2 separate regions of the Zea mays genome follow, and region 1 is linked to region 2. A link is a contact called in public Hi-C data. All regions are on one chromosome and are shown on one strand. The core of a region is the stretch at or near the end of the contact, and the rest is flanking DNA. Distances in the headings are between cores, read along the strand shown. Region 1 holds the start of LOC100285397. Region 2 has its middle 51 kb from the start of LOC103641407.

What was found. Hi-C and Micro-C count contacts between places; a contact is called where the count stands out from the background.
Region 1: a contact with region 2 is called in a Hi-C map of leaf, with 3 times the contacts expected there. The contact joins the promoter of LOC100285397 here to the enhancer-like site in region 2. A contact is called at or near these places in 3 of 25 Hi-C or Micro-C datasets (ear, leaf and tassel).

The regions. Positions count from the first base shown.
Region 1 is chr10:94,752,043-94,756,336 of Zm-B73-REFERENCE-NAM-5.0, forward strand. It overlaps LOC100285397, which reads left to right and starts at 1,660. Exons shown (of 7, transcript NM_001361367.1): 1 at 1,660-1,985; 2 at 2,957-3,339; 3 at 3,494-3,569. The coding sequence starts at 1,772.
Region 2 is chr10:94,127,283-94,131,598 of Zm-B73-REFERENCE-NAM-5.0, forward strand. No RefSeq gene overlaps it. Among protein-coding and RNA genes, the nearest start is that of LOC103641407, 51 kb to the left of the region's middle. Within about 2 kb of position 1,574, at least 17 of the 20 cell types and tissues checked have an H3K27ac peak or open chromatin away from gene starts, as enhancers often do. A contact at or near this core is called in ear, leaf and tassel, where this site is marked.

The sequences.
Region 1 (4,294 bases), core at 410-2,909, 620 kb after region 2:
GACACCGCCTCGCCCGACCCCAGGGCTCGGACACAGCCTCAGCCTCGGAAGACGGACTCCGCCTCGCCCGACCCAGGGCTCGGACTCAGCCTCGGCCTCGGAAGACGGTCTCCGCCTCGCCCGACCCAGGGCTCGGACTCAACCTCGACCTCGGAAGACGGACTCCGCCTCGCCCGACCCCAGGGCTCGGACTCAGCCTCGACCTCAGAAGACGGACTCGACCTCGACCTCGGAAGACGGACTCGACCTCGACCTCGGAGGAGCCTCCGCCTCGCCCGACCTAGGGCTCGGACCGACCACGTCACAGGGGGGGCCATCATTACCCTACCCATAGCTAGCTCAGGCTACGGGAACAAGACCGGCGTCCCATCTGGCTCGCCCCGGTAAACAAATAATGATGGCGCCCCGCGTGCTCCATGACGACGGCAGCTCTCAGCCCCTTACGAAAGCAAGGAGACGTCAGCAAGGATTCGACAGCTCCGACATCTGTCCTTCCACAGGGCCCAAGCGCTCCTCCGACGGCCACGACATCACATGAACAGGGTGCCAAAACCTCTCCGACTGCCACGACGGCATGTACTTAGGGCTCTAGCTCCTCTCTGCTAGACATGTTAGCACACTGCTACACCCCCCATTGTACACCTGGACCCTCTCCTTACGCCTATAAAAGGAAGGTCCAGGGCTCTCGTACGAGAAGGTTGGCCACGCGGGAGAACGGACCGACGCATAAGGCTCTCGCTCTCTCCCACGCGAACGCTTGTAACCCCCTACTGCAAGCGCATCCATCCGCCCTGGGCGCAGGACAACACGAAGGCCGCGGGTTCCCCTTACTGTTCTCCCCCTTTGTGTCCCGTCTCGCGCCGACCCATCTGGGCTGGGACACGCAACGACAATTTACTCGTCGGTCCAGGGACCCCCCGGGGTCGAAACGCCGACAGGGAGGAATGCCGCGGTCAAAAGCAGAGAGCGAGGGGGATGGGAAATGGAGGAGACGAAAGGGCGGGTCAGGACGCCGGAGAAATGGAGCAGAGCATACCTGCGAAGACGACGACACGGCCTCAGCGAATGATGGCAGCGGAGGGTGGGGTTGAAACCCTAAATGGCAGCGCGAGTGGCCACGGGATGCCGATGACTTCTTCAAGATGAGGGGGCTTCGGCCGCTTCTTTCAAACCGTTGTGGGACAACTTCACCCGAAGCGCGGCCCACGGAAGCGCCCTAAGAAGCTGGACGTTTAGGGATGCTGGACAGCTTTTGACGACAATAACTAGTTACACACAGTTGGCCCGGACCGTCCTGCGAAAACTGATCCAGCGAGAACTAGAAGCAGAGGCCTCGAGTCTGCACATCGCGTATGCCCAAAAAAACGCCAATAGTAAAAAAAGAATAATGAGTATAAAAGCCGTTTGAAAATTAATGTACGTGGATGAGTCTTATAGGACGGAAGATTCAATTTGTGAGCCCAAGAGGATTGGATGTCAATGGTTAAATATTTTTACAATTTTTTTAGGAAAAAAAATTCTGTTTACAATTCTCGAAAAAAAAGAAAAAGAAAACTCAGCGATTTAAACCCGCACATACATCGGTGTGTTGCGGTGAGAGCCGGAATATACCCGGTTGCTCCCCCTTGGATCCTTGTTTGCTTCCTGCTGCCTGGCCTTCTCTCCTCCCCAAAATCAATCGCCCACAAAGGAGAGCCAGGCAGCCAGCCAAATCTTCCACCTCCTCCATTTCCAGCCCCGTCCCCACACCAGCTCGCGTAACCTCCTGCCCATGGCTGGAGGCGGCGGCGCAGGCGCGGGCTCGTCGTCCGGCGGCGGCGGAGGGGGCGGCAGGGAGGGCGACTGGGACTGCGGCAGCTGCGGCAACCGCAACTACGCCTTCCGCTCGCTCTGCAACCGCTGCAAGCAGCCGCGCCTCCTCGTCGACCCCAACACCCCGCGCGACTCCAAGTGGCTACCCCGCGCCGGGGACTGGATCTGCACCGGTAACACCTCTCCTGCCACGCTACCCTTCATTATTACCCAGCCCTGAATCACCCGTCACTTGTTGTAGATGCTGGCTCTCATCCATCCCTATGCAGCGCATTGATAGTCTAGTGAATCTAGCATTTCTCCTTCATCCCTTGTGTTCGCTCTAGGTTTAGTATGTTGGCATAGCCCTGGTTATTATTGTAGACTTCTTAGCTAGACTTTGGGTCTGTTTGGATTCAAGATCTAATTACTAGCTAGCTAAAATTAGCTAAAATTGATTCTAGTGCATCCAAACAAGAGGGCTAATAGACGTGATAATTTTTTAGCCAAGTTTTTAACTAGCTGTTAGCCAACTAGCTAGCCAAACTCAGCTAGATTTTAACCCATCTAGTAGCCCTAACTCATCCAAACATGATCTTTTCTAGTCATGCAGACAACATTTTAATAAGGTAAGTTAGTTGCATTTTAAATGATGAGTGTTTATTTTTTAAAACAGAACAGGTGTAAATAAAGGAACTAGAAACTTCATTCAAACTAAGAAAGGAAACTCTACAAATTATTTGACCACCGCTCCTTAAGCTTTCCATGCAAATCAGTTCATTCACCCTCTTTGATCTATATTTTTTTTTGACCAAACTGTATACCTCTCTTATAAGCACGGTAATCAGGGTATTTAGTACTACTATATGTTCTGAAAGTATCTTGGATGATCTTTGTTTGTGTTTTAATTGTTGCTACTACCTATTAGAAATATTTTCATTATTCCTTCTGTTTATTTTGTTCATTGAATGCTGCTATATGTAGATAATATTAGAAAAAAAACTTTACCAATGAGTGTGCTAAGTAATGACTAGTGTGCGTGTGTCTATTCCTTTCTATGGGTTTGTGCGTGATGGCTGGTCATGGTGGTGGTGGGTGTGGGTGTGCTTCGGTGCGTTTTGCTGCCTACTGTGCTGGTGGGTTTATGCGGCAAATGGATGAATAGGTTGCAGTAACAATAATTATGCATCCAGAAAGAACTGCAAAAAGTGTGGCTTGCCCAAGGAGGAAGCAGCAATGCCAGCATTGCAAATGGCAGGGATGACTATGCCAACTTATGCAACTTATATTGCAAGACTACAAAGCCTTGCTGCTTCTGCTTCTGCCTATAAGATGAACTTTGGGATGGCTGCCAATTCACCTTTGCAGCAGCAACTACTTGCAAATGCAAACTGGCCCTATGGGATGGCTGGTAGATATGGGATGCAATCTTCTGGTTGGCCATTTGGCAACGGCAACCCAAATCAGTTTTTAGGTGTTCCAAAGGATTGGCGTAATGGAGATTGGCTCTGCAGCTGTGGATTTCATAACTATTCATCTCGTACTCAGGTAATTATAAACTACGCTAATCTGGTCCAGTTGAAATCATAGATAGCCTTAACAAATGTTTCTCAATTTGGCTGTGCACTCTGACCTTTAATGTGTTCTTGGTTCAACTTTTTTCTGTAATGCATTAATGCTCTCCTTAATCTCTCTTTTTCAGTGCAAAGAGTGTGGTGCACCTGTACCATCGGGCATTCCCTCCACAACAATGAAAGCTACATCTGATGCCTCTTCCAGTAAGACAATAAGTTCCTCAGTTTTTACAATGTTCTTTTATTTTAACCCATACAAAATACCTACTACTCTTTTGGAATAATCGCTGCATGTTTACCACTCCAATAGTGTGCATGCTGTGATTGCTTTGCCAGGTGTGGTTTAGTCACTCTAATTGTCAAGGTTAATAGCTGACTACTGCTTTCACATCTGTTGGGGTTTTCTGCCAACTTCTACCGAGTTACACTGGTTAGACTGTTGGAGAAACTCTCATCATCAGTCTGTACAAAAACGGGTACGCTATGGACTAGCATATCTACCACGTTCAACCAAGATAACATATAAGTAGAGAATCATTGATCGTTACCATTTGACGTGTAGCGCAGCAGAAGAAGAGCACAACGATGTAGTGTAAGTAGTCGTATGTTCTCGTACTCGTATACCAGGAGTAGCAACACGTTCACTGCTTCTTACGTTCGTTGTCGATCAACATAGCAACAAAAACAACAATATCACCATGCATGCGGGGACGAGAAGTCGCGACGACGGTGTGCTAGGCTGCTAGCACAACACACACAACGAAAAGAAGGGCAGGTGTGGTGACCTCTAGGGACAGAGGCGATGGTGGCTAGGATGTGTCTCCTAGCACTTCAGCCCCTTCTTGTGTGTGTCTATATATATAGGTATATTAGGAGCCCTGGGCTAGGGACAAAGGCGATGGTGGCTAGGATGTGTCTCCTAGCACTTT
Region 2 (4,316 bases), core at 324-2,823:
GGTCGCCTTCTGAGCCCATAGTGTCAGTATGATATGACATGATTATATTTTAATTTTAAATTATTAGTATACATAATATATATCCATTATATATTATAAATGAACATGCATGAGTTGCACTGGTTAAAAGAAGAGAGGTTAGTCCCTTAGTGGAACTGGTACGGTTTGAATCCTGTATATAATATAAATGAACATGAGCTACACTAGTTAGAAGAAGAGAGGTCAGTCACTTACTGGAACTGCCACAGTTTGAATCCTGGTCACGCTCTAATTTTAGCGATTTTTTTGGTGGGCTCGCTGGAGGTGGGCTCACGGGAGCCAGATGAGCGGACGATGAACAATGAAACTCTTACTTTAAAGGTGCAGAGACTTATGAGGCATGACAAAAGGTGTAGAGACTTGTGGGCCATGAGTAGAGATGGCCAAACGGGCCGTCCGGTCCGGCCCGGGTCCGGTGAAGCACGGCCCGTTTTGGGCCCGGCCCGTCAGGCACGGTTAGAAAACCGGGCCGGGTCTTCTAAGCCCGCGGGCTCGATTTCCTGTCCGAGCTCGGGCCGCAGCGGGCCTAAACGGGCCGGCCGGCCCAACCCGTTTAACATGAAAAAAGCAGACCCAAAGCGGGCTAAGCGGGCCGAAAAGCATGTTTTAGTGCAAAAAAAGCGGGCTCAACATGCTTAGAGGTAAACGTGTCGTGCCGAGCTAGCCCACCGTGCCTAGTTTCTTGTCCGAGCCCGACCCACTTATTCGTGTCGGGCCGGTCCGGACTCGCATAGAACCGGGCCGTGCTGGGCTCGGACCGGGACCAAACAGCGGGCTTCGTGCCGGGCTCGCGGGCCTCGTGCTTATTGACCATCTATAGCCATGAAAAAGTAGACAAGCACATCAATGCCGAGTGCAAATTTATTGTCAGAATGTATGCTAATGTCAATAAAAAAAAGTATGCTCATTAAATACATTAGCACAATATTAATAAAATAGAACGAGTGCAAATTTATCGTCACCATGTTCACTATAACGTGCCTTATGCTAATGTCAATGAAAAAATGTATGGTTATTAAATATATTGACATAATGTTAACAAATCAGAAACATCTATAAAAGTTTTATAGAAGTGGACATAGCTTTGTAGGATAAAACTCTTATGCACTATGTGATACCCAAATTCTAGGGAATAAAGGAAAGAGTACAAAATTATGTTTGGTGAATGTATTTTTACACAAATAAACCATTGTTTTCAAAGCAACTTTACTTTGTGTATCATTGTTTTCAAAATTATGTTTTCAAATAAACCATTATTTTTACACAACTAATAAATAATAAATAAAATAAATCAAAATTGTGTATCATGCTGAACTTTACTTTGTTTGCATTTAAATTGGGGTTTGTGATATAAACTCATATTCAAAAAAATATAACTGAAATTCGAATTCAATGTAAACAAGAAAAGAAAAAAACAAAGAAGGATCATACCTTCGTGGGCCGATTGCTTATCTGTTGGCCCAACTTCCCCTTGAACGCCAGCCTAACATGGCCACCTGCGTGCCGACCGCTGGAGCACCGTCGTCGGCCTCTCGGTCACCCGCACCGCAACACGTGCATCATCGCCATGTCACTGCCAGACGGGTCCCTCACTCCAGACTCTCTCCTAGCCGTCAGCCTGAGTTTGTTGCAGAACATGCGGATCGCATAACGGCCGCCGGCCGTTGCAACCCTCCGGCTAGCATCCATCTATAAACCCTGGGCATGGTTATATATATAGTTTATTAGGTGAGTACCTGTACGTTTTAATGAAAACATATAATACCATGATAATTTATATACAAAATATGTCTTATATTGTTATAAAAAATATTTCATAATTTATTTGTGATCCTAGCCATACATAAATTTTGTTATTTTAATTTAGTTGTTTCACTACTACATTGTAACCATCAGTATCATGCAGACTTCGATATATGTCATGATTTGCATGGTCTCATCATTGGAGAGCACGTGCCACACCTGCCGGTAGAAATTCCGTCATACATCGTTAGTCATCAGGCACGCACCACCATACACACTTGCTTAAACAAAAAAGACAAGTGTGTGTTTGCGAAGAGAATTAAAGTCAGACCGGCACAAAAGCTACCCCGACGATGGCGAGTGGTCATTGTTGTCGGTCCTCCTCTGCTCACCTCCGGCGCCGAGATGACGCCACAATCCTTGATATAGTAGTCGTCGAACGCGCGCGACATGGTGAGTACCGACGACTCTTGGCTGGGCTGCCAAATGAAGTGCACTCCGGGCTCATCAGCGAGGTAGTACACATGGTCGTTGCACCACCGGATGTGCTACTTCTCTACATACATCTTGTTCGAGGACACACAACAGCAACAATGGCCGTCATCCCAGCGCACAAGAATTCATGGCCGATCAGTAGCGACTTACGTAGCAGGTTGGGCTTCAGGTGGATGATGAGCTAGAAAGTATGATGGCGTCGTCGTCGGCTGCGGTGCCCAGAACAATCCGAGAGTCGTCGGCATTGGCGACGACAATGAGGTCCCCCTGTTTGACGATGGACAGCGCGGTGCAGCCGCTCTGGACCGCGAACAAGCGATGGCTGCGCTGGAGCTTGCCGTACACATCGGCGCATGGGCCACGTAGGACTGCTTAGAGAGGTCAAACTGGCAGTCGCCAAGCTTCTTCTCGTCGTCGACGAGCGACACCAAAGCGAGCGCCTCATGCTAGTGGTGTTTGTTTGGGGTTTGCAAGTAAGAAACATGGATTCATCTTTGGCATTGATTTATGAAAATGTCTTATAAGTCAGATCCATGGAAAAATATTACGGAGAATAAATGTCACACATGCAAAAAAAGGAATTTAAGTTGAAAACATTATTCAAACAAAAGAAATTGCATACAAGACTCTTCTTTAAATATTACTCCCTCAATCCAAAAATATAATTTAATAATCTCGATGATACTTATCTACTACTACACATTGTGCAAGGGTAGCAGGTGGGCTTCGGGAGAGATGTAGTATATGTTTTTACTATAATAGATGTAGACATAAACATACATGTGGTGTAGTGGTAGCTACGAGCATATTTGCTTGAGGGGTCACGGGTTCAAATCCCCTTGGGGTTTGTTTTTTTAATTAAATTTTAGCTAGGCGTGGGATATACGTGGGAATGGGAATGGTCTTTGTGGGGAGGGGGGAATGAGAAAGGAAACAGGGAATGATTACCGAACATGAGAATGGACTGTGCGGGGAGGGGGGAATCGGAAAGGCAAAACAGGGAATGGGAATAGGAATGGCAGCCTACCCCTTACTGCCTTAATAAGTTGTACAGGTATATCTAAAGCCCTGGGCTTCCAATAACTAGAGAAAGCCCTGCCTTAATAAGTTGTACAGATATATCTAAAGCTCTGGGCTTCCAATAACTAGAGAAAGCCCTGGCCAGATGAGTCATTCAGTTGAACCGAACTAGGTCTCGGCGTCTATAAAATAAGCCCCAGAGCACTAGGGCTCAGTTTTTTATGCCCCACCTCGATGCACGTGTGACGGCGTCCACCTAGGCGCGCGTGCGACAGCGGCGGTTGCCCGAGAGCGCATGGTGGCGACGGTTCCCAGATTCTGAGGCGCAGTAGTGGAGGCTCTCTGATCCGTAGGAGCGAGCGGCGTCGACCCCGGGGCCCCGAGGTGGGCGGGCATGCGGTGACAACCGTCCCGAGGCAGGCGAGCGACAGTGTCGCACCCCAGGGCCGAACGGCACGGCACACCATAACCCACGAACGACAGTTGCCCCGTCCCCCCGACGTGTGAGCAGCGACGACGACGTAAGAGTCGCGAGGATCGAGCGACATCCACGAAAGGCAAGAGGTGTGCATTGCGATGGTCGCGCGTGACATCCTCCGATCCAGCGTAGTTCGGGCGCCCGAAGTGACGACCTCCCTCCAATCTAGTGTCCTCGACGGCATCCTCTAGCGACTACTTCCTCCAATCCATGTTATGTCTTCGATTATTGTGTTTTATGCCTACCACATGAACTATTTACACTAAAAATGAAGGATTTTATGCTCGAACACGGAGTTCATACATCAGTTTACTCATATTTGTTGCATGCACATTGAAAAGGAAATTCCTTGATTTATGTTGTTCGTAATTAGCATAAAAAATCAAATCAAATCACTTAGGCTGTCTCCAGCAGCGTCCCCTAAATTCCATCCCCTAAAGGAATATTCTCTATCCTTTACAACACACTCTAAAAGATTTTGTCGTCTATATCTTCTCAGTCTCCAGCAGTGTCCCCTAAATTCGGTCCCCTAAAGCTATAG